Regions from separate parts of the Rattus norvegicus genome. Here region 2 is linked to region 1. Evidence: chromatin contacts called from public Hi-C data. All regions are on one chromosome and are shown on one strand. The core of a region is the stretch at or near the end of the contact, and the rest is flanking DNA. Distances in the headings are between cores, read along the strand shown. Region 1 has its middle 7.4 kb from the start of Crp. Region 2 has its middle 37 kb from the start of Or10j5.

Region 1 (3,710 bases), core at 1,093-3,592:
CATGCATCTCCCCTTGCTTGGTCTGATACGTGTGGACTATATTTCTTTAATTATGGCTACACACACACACACACACACACACACACACACACACACACACACGGGAACAAAAAAAATACTACACAGTATGTTTAAGGGCTGGCCACTTGATATTGGAGAACCAACTGTGTGCTTTTTCCTGGGGAACATTATTCTCCACTGTCCCCACTCTCAGCATTCCTTAGTTACCTGTAGTTCTTTGTCTAGGGTTGAGGCCTCATGCGTTTTTCCCTTCAGTGTTAGCACATCTATTGGTGTCACCCTTGTTCAGGTCTCGTTTAGGTAGCAGTGTTGATGGGACTTCATAATGGAGGCAGTGTGTGTGTGTGTGTGTGTGTGTGTGTGTGTGTGTGTGTGTGTGTGTAGATTGTAAGAGCTACAGCGACAAGGAGTTTCCTGTGAGCTCATCTCCCAGAAATGAAGCTAAAAGTGCCTTATTCTGATCTGAGCTTTTATTGTATACTAGACACTGAGGCCTTTAAACACACTTGTTTGGAGATTTTGTAAAGATTCGTTTTAGAGTACTTACTTTCTCTCTTTTAATATATATATATATATATATATATATATATATATATATATATATATATGTATGAACACCTATGTATTCATTCTTCTCTCATATATTACATCCCGACCACAGCTTCCTCTCCCTTCACTCCTCCCAGCCTTCCCCAGATCCTTCAGAAAAGAGCAGGCCTCCCAGATACATTAACCCAACACAGCATAACACATTACAGTAAGACTAGGCACAAACTCTCGTATCAAGGTTGGACCAGGCAAACCGGTAGGAGGGAAAAGGTACCAAGAGCAGGTGAAAGGGTCAGAGACATGCCACACTCCCGTTGTAAGGAGTCCCACAAAATAAATCATAATATATATGCAGAGGCCTTAGCTCAGACCCATGAAGGCGCCATGATTGTAGTTTCCATCTCTGAGAGCCCCTTCGAGCTCTCCTTAGTTGATTTTGAGGGGCGTGTTCTCCTGATGGATTGTAGGAGCCAGAGTACTTACCTTTTTTATATTTATTTATTTATTTATTTATTTATTTATTTATTTATTTATTTATTTATTTTAGGCTTGGAACTCACTACATAGATTAAGTTGGCCTCAAACTCACAGAGATTTTCCTGCTTTTTTTTTTTTTTTCTCTCTCTGAGTTAAAGGTATGTGCCATCATGCCCGGCTAATTTTTGTTTTATATGTAAAGAAACCAAGGTCTGAGGAGGTTAATCAATTTTCTTAGCCTCTGACTACTCATGGCTTATCCCCTGCCCTTGTGCCCACAGTGGAAGGAGAGTGGGGTATGGGGATAAGTGTCTTTCTTTAGGGAGCCCCCATACTTAATTTTTGTTTTTCTTGAGACAGGGTATTTTGCATCCTAAGCCTCAGTATCACAGTATAACCAAGGATGACCGTTAACTTCTGATTTCTGGGGTTACAGGTGTATGTGGTACTTTACCTTGATTGGTGCTGGGTATCAAGCTTGAGAGCCTGTGCAAGGCAAGCACTCTTGCTAGTCAAGCTAGACCCCCATTCTAAGTCTTGTTCTTATCTATCCAGCCTCAATGTTAAGACAGCATTAGGCTGACTATACTCATGGCACACTGTTAAATTCTTCTCCAACCTGGAATACCCACTCTCTGCCCCAGATTATCAATGCCTCAGACAACGCCTTACCATGAAGCCTTCTCCACAGACACAGAATGGTGGAGACTTCCATACCAGTAGATCTCAACTCTAGGTGCCAGCTAGAGTTACCTGGCCAGCTTTCAAAGACCTAACAGCCAAGGCTTCACCCAGATCATGACACTAGAGTCTCCGGTGACGAGACCCAGGTGCCGATGTTTATAAATTTGCTCAAATAATTCCAGTGTGTAGCGAAGTCGTCCACTGTGGAGGATGGGGTACCGCTATTCTTGTCGATTGGTGGCTTTGAGAAGATTCCAGGGGTCTAGGAATTCTAGGCTGCTCCAGGATCAAATAAAGTGACAGCCAGGTGTTTTTCATGTTATTTATTCAATAAAGCTGCACAGAATTGACAAACATCCTGCCTTGCCTCAGGGTGTTTTTCTTTTCCCGAAGACTGTTACTCAGATTGCTGCACTTTGGGGTGTTTCTCTCATCTACAGAGGCTTTAAATCAGGGAGAATCCTACATGCCAAGGTGTCTAGGAAAGCTCAGATCCTTACATATTTTTTATGAATCATCACAAACTCTAAGGAAAAGAGAGGAGGTTCCTGCCGACCTGCCCGAGGGAAGGGTCAGGTCACATTGGAGGCTGATTTATTGTACCCGACGCTCCCTGAAATGATTCCAACAGTTACAGAGCTGTGTCAGCAGCTGCTGGGAACCAGCAGGGATTGTTAACTGGTTCACAGGGACTCTCTCTCTCTCTCTCTCTCTCTCTCTCTCTCTCTCTCTCTCTCTCTCTCTTTCTCTCTCTCTCCCTCCCTCCCTCCCTCCCTTCCTCCCCCTTTCATTTTAAAGGTTTGTTCAGCATATCCATTTTGGAGGTAGTTCAAATTTTGGAGGTGTTGTGGATTCCATGAAATCAATAATTTTTCCAGCATCCATTCCCAGTGTTGGAGGCTGTATTTTATTGACTTGTCTGCAGAGCCCAGATGTTAATAATAAAGCAATTTCCACACTGGGAAAACATATTTTTTTTGTTCAAGTATTATTTTCCATAAAATCCTTTTCTGTTTTCATAATGTATATCTCTTTTATTGGGCAAGTGGGCAAAAAGAGAGGAAGGGCTAAATTTCTGAAGCAATTACACCAAGCCAGTCACATCTTTTTAAAAAAAATCTGGTGTAAGAAGTCCTTTGGAAAGGACAATTTAAAAAGAAAATTTAACGATTCACTATTAAAAAGAAACCATTCTATAAGCAGACTACTATTTTTATAGTGATTTTTTTTTGGTTGTGTGGTTGGAATATGTTAATCAACATCTGAATTTTTTAGTCAGTCAATGGAGAAATGCTACCAATTCCTCATTGAATATCAATGAAAAACTGTGATGAGACCATGATAAATTAGTTTGATTCATTTTTTTTTTTGGTTCTTTTTTTCGGAGCTGGGGACCGAACCCAGGGCCTTGTGCTTCCTAGGTAAGCGCTCTAACCACTGAGCTAAATCCCCAGCCCCTTGATTCATTTTTTTACATGATCTCACAATCCTTTAGAATGGAATTTACATATTTTAAAATACTTTTATGCCTGTATCTTTTTTTTTTTTATTAACTTGAGTATTTCTTATATACATTTCGAGTGTTATTCCCTTTTCCAGTTTCCGGGCAAACATCCCCCTCCCCCCTCCCCTTCTTTATGGGTGTTCCCCTCCCCATCCTCCCCCCCTTGCCGCCCTCCCCCCAACAATCTAGTCCACTGGGGGTTCAGTCTTAGCAGGACCCAGGGCTTCCCCTTCCACTGGTGCTCTTACTAGGATATTCATTTTATGCCTGTATCTTAAGGATGCTGTCTCGCTGATGCTATTCTCTGGTTTAGTCAATCGGGTGCAAAGTCAAATAAATGTCCGTCCAGACTGGGATTCTTACTCATAAAACGAAACACTAGTTTCTGGAGCCTCGAGGACTCTCATCTGCATTCCCTCTTTCCGCGATTCTAATTACATGCACACACACACACACACACACACACACACACACA
Region 2 (3,897 bases), core at 881-3,380, 300 kb after region 1:
TCAAAAACAACGAGTCTATGAAATTCGTAGGCAAATGGTTGGAACTGGATAATGTCATCCTGAGTGAGGTAACCCAATCACAGAAAGACATACATGGTATGCACTCATTGATAAGTGGCTATTAGCCCAAATGCTTGAATTACCCTAGATCCCTAGAACAAACGAAACTCAAGACGGATGATCAAAATGTGAATGCTTCACTCCTTCTTTAAATGAGGAAAAAGAATACCCTTGGCTGGGAAGGGAGAGGCAAAGATTAAAACAGAGACTGAAGGAACACCCATTCAGAGCCTGCCCCACAGGTGGCCCATACATATACAGCCACCCAATTGGACAAGATGGATGAAGCAAAGAAGTGCAGACCGACAGGAGCCGGATGTAGATCGCTCCTGAGAGACACAGCCAGAATACAGCAAATACAGAGGCGAATGCCAGCAGCAAACCACTGAGCTGAGAATAGGTCCCCTATTGAAGGAATCAGAGAAAGAACTGGAAGAGCTTGAAGGGGCTCGAGACCCCAAAAGTACAACAATGTCAAGCAACCAGAGCTTCCAGGGACTAAGCCACTACCTAAAGACTATATATGGACTGACCCTGGACTCTGACCCCATAGGTAGCAATGAATATCCTAGTAAGAGCACCAGTGGAAGGGGAAGCCCTGGGTCCTGCTAAGACTGAACCCCCAGTGAACTAGACTATGGGGGGAGGGCGGCAATGGGGGGAGGGTTGGGAGGGGAACACCCATAAGGAAGGGGAGGGGGGAGGGGGATTTTGACCGGAAACCGGCAAAGGGAATAACACTTGAAATGTATATAAGAAATACTCAAGTTAATAAAAAAAAAATAAAATTAAAAAAAAAAAAGAACTCTGATGAGGGGTTGGGGATTTAGCTCAGTGGTAGAGCGCTTGCCTAGCAAGCGCAAGGCCCTGGGTTCAGTCCCCAGCTCCGAAAAAAAGAACCAAAAAAAAAAAAAAAAAAAAGAACTCTGATGAAATGATGGGCGGAAGGCCGAGGGAGAACTGATCATTAACGGACAGTGCAGAGGAAGTGTAGGCTTCTGATAGAGTGGCGGGCTGTACATTTCTTTGTGCTAGCAATCCTGAAACATAACTGCGAGCAGGCAGCAAGCACTAGGAAGAGAGACTGAGAGAGAGGGTGGGAGCCAGAGAGAGAGAGAGAGAGAGAGAGAGAGAGAGAGAGAGAGAGAGAGAGAGAGAGAGAGAGAGAGAGAACGAACGAACCCGGGGCTTCCCTCCTAGGATTTAAGAGAACAGGCCATGATACAAGAAGCCAAGAGGACCTATTCTTTGGGTGAGAAACAACGGGCTCCAAATCTGGGCTCCTGGTACAGTGAGTTATTAATAAGTTACACCCATCTACATTCTGGCCGTTTTCTGATACGAATGCTTTCGAATGATTCTGGATCTCTTCTCATTACTGGAATGTACGCCCCTGAAGGTTGGGATACAGGCTGTAATGGTACTTTTTAATAATTAACTACCATCGATTTGTCAGCCAAAGGTCATCTCTTCCTACATTTGAGAATCTCAAACTCTTGGCACCTGAGAAGAGAACTAAAAAATCGTTCACAAATTATTGATACACTATAATCCCTTGCACGTCTCACCCAGTCATGGAGACCCTGCAAGATCTGAGCTCAATGATAGATTCTCCCACTTTAAGGGTAAGGCCCTTAGCACCTTTCCAGGTTGCCGTGCCATCCATGCCTGCAGGGTTTCTGGTCTTGGCGTTTGCAGGGGTTACCATAGAGGATGCATGATATTAGGGGGGAAAGAAACAGTTAATAAAATGATCCGATCTCTGTTTTCCTCCCCTGACATTTTGTTGGGTAAATATTTTTCTGCCTTTCTCTTCTTAAACACGCTCAGGAAGAGGTTTTTAGTCCCTAGAGAATACATTGATTACCAGGTGAAGTTGGTTCTACAGCTGGAGAAAGCTGCAGAAATTTAATTTGCTGTTGAGCGGTACCTGACTTCCTATCTGCGAGCCCCTTTCTTTTGATGCGTAGTGCAAGGACATGGAATGGACCTCATTAGACCCAGAACTGGGGAATGCGGCTTACACAATGAGGTTGAAATACTGGTTCCAAAACCACCAAAACTTTGTCTACCCCAGTGCTTGCTGGTGTTTGCTTTTAAAGCCTTCTTTAGGACTTGCTGGGCTCTGAGCCCATAGATAGGCCTGGTAAGGAAAACTATATCGGGAATGGTTTGCACTGGGTCATCCCAACCTGTCCTGGGGAAGGGGTATACCTCTCTTATTGAAATGAGTTCCAAAACAACGCTTCTATTTTATTCTTATTCTTTTTAATTGAAAAATGTCAGTTAGCATACACAGCAAGTCTTCATGACAACATGAGACATGTATCTCATAGTCTTTGTACATACTCACTCCCTTTATCGTCCCTTGCCATTGGGGTCTTTCCTCCCCCAAATTAGTTCTTTTTTCACTTTTATAAGACCAGCTAGCTCTTTGTGGAAGTAATTAACTGTCTACCTTTCTGTGTCTTGCATGTATCTAAGATAAATCTCCAGTGCTGGTATTTTAAAATCAGTACAATAGAGTTCACCTCTGAACCCTAGAGTGAAGTGCTTTAATGTCACCAAGCTTTGTCCAAAGCTCCGAGAAACAAATGTGACTGGCATTTGAATTGCATCGTTATCAGGATCTTGTCCTTTTCTTTCTGGAGCTTCTTTTTGTGTTGCTTGTGTTTCAAGTCGCCTGTTACATTCAGTTAATTTTTAAATGCCTTGTTGAGCTCGTGAAACGACTGCCCCTCACAGAGGGCTTTTGTGTACAGTTATTAAGTTCTCCATTAATCAGCTCTTTATTACCCCAAGGAGCAGAGAATTAGGGAATAAGCCAAAATATATTTTGTACAGGCAGAATGATACCGCAGAATAAATCAATGCTCTACAATGCATTTGCAGAACTCTCTTCTGGGGTTGGAGTGATACCCGTTTCATCATTACGAATGGATGCTAGATTTCTGTATCTGTTGAGATGATGATATGGTTTTCTTTTCATTTCTGTAATTGTGGTGAATTAAGTTGATTGATTTTAAAGTGTTCACCCCATTTTTTTTATTCCTAGAATAAATAGAACATAATTGTTGAGGCATTACTCAGCTCCCACATTGTAGCATTCCTTGTCAGTATCTGCCGTTAGGTGATGTTCTGAACAAATAAATTGGGAAAAGTTCTTTCATTTTTATTCTCTGAAGAAGTGTTTACAATAATACTGGTGTTTTAAGTTGGTTGTCTGGTAGACAGATTCCTTTGTAGACAGATTTTAACACATACCACTTTCCCTGTTATCCATATGATGTGTGTTAAAGACTGGGGGAGTGGGTGCCTGGGGAACCCATCAATAGTTCCCAAGTCTGTCTTTTTTTCTTTCACACACATAATACTATGAGGCTTAATTTGTAAATTAGGCTCAGTAAGAGATTAACAAGAATAATCAATGAAACAATGATAGTGTACTGTGATAATAGTCACATGAGTGTAGTCTTTCTGTCAAAATATTGTAGCATATTAACATTTCAGTTAAAAGAAAGCATCTTCTGGATCTTTCGGGGTGTGTCTGCATTCTAGGTGTCATTAATCCTCTTCCTTGGGGCCATGATCAAGTACAGTAGGAGACTCATGAGCGTAAGTACGGAAATACCCCAGCAATTCATTGGATGGCTAGTAGGTGACTAGTGAGGGGTAGCATCTACAGTGTAGATATGCTGTTCGAGACATGGGTGGGCTTGGGTAAGAGAGCAAGGGATTACATCACGGTGCTCAGAACGGTGCTCAGTTTAAAACCTAGGAGTTGTTTGTTGCTGGAACTTGTTTTCTGATGTTTTGAACCACGAGCAAGTGAAGTCA

The links. A called contact is a pair of places that touch in the nucleus more often than the background predicts.
Region 2: a contact with region 1 is called in a Hi-C map of liver, with 4 times the contacts expected there. The contact joins two enhancer-like sites. A contact is called at or near these places in 3 of 12 Hi-C or Micro-C datasets (kidney and liver).

Annotation. Positions count from the first base shown.
Region 1 is chr13:87,699,574-87,703,283 of GRCr8, forward strand. No RefSeq gene overlaps it. Among named protein-coding and RNA genes, the nearest start is that of Crp, 7.4 kb to the left of the region's middle. Within about 2 kb of position 2,343, at least 1 of the 93 cell types and tissues checked has an H3K27ac peak or open chromatin away from gene starts, as enhancers often do. A contact at or near this core is called in liver, where this site is marked.
Region 2 is chr13:87,997,596-88,001,492 of GRCr8, forward strand. No RefSeq gene overlaps it. Among named protein-coding and RNA genes, the nearest start is that of Or10j5, 37 kb to the left of the region's middle. Within about 2 kb of position 2,131, at least 1 of the 93 cell types and tissues checked has an H3K27ac peak or open chromatin away from gene starts, as enhancers often do. A contact at or near this core is called in liver, where this site is marked.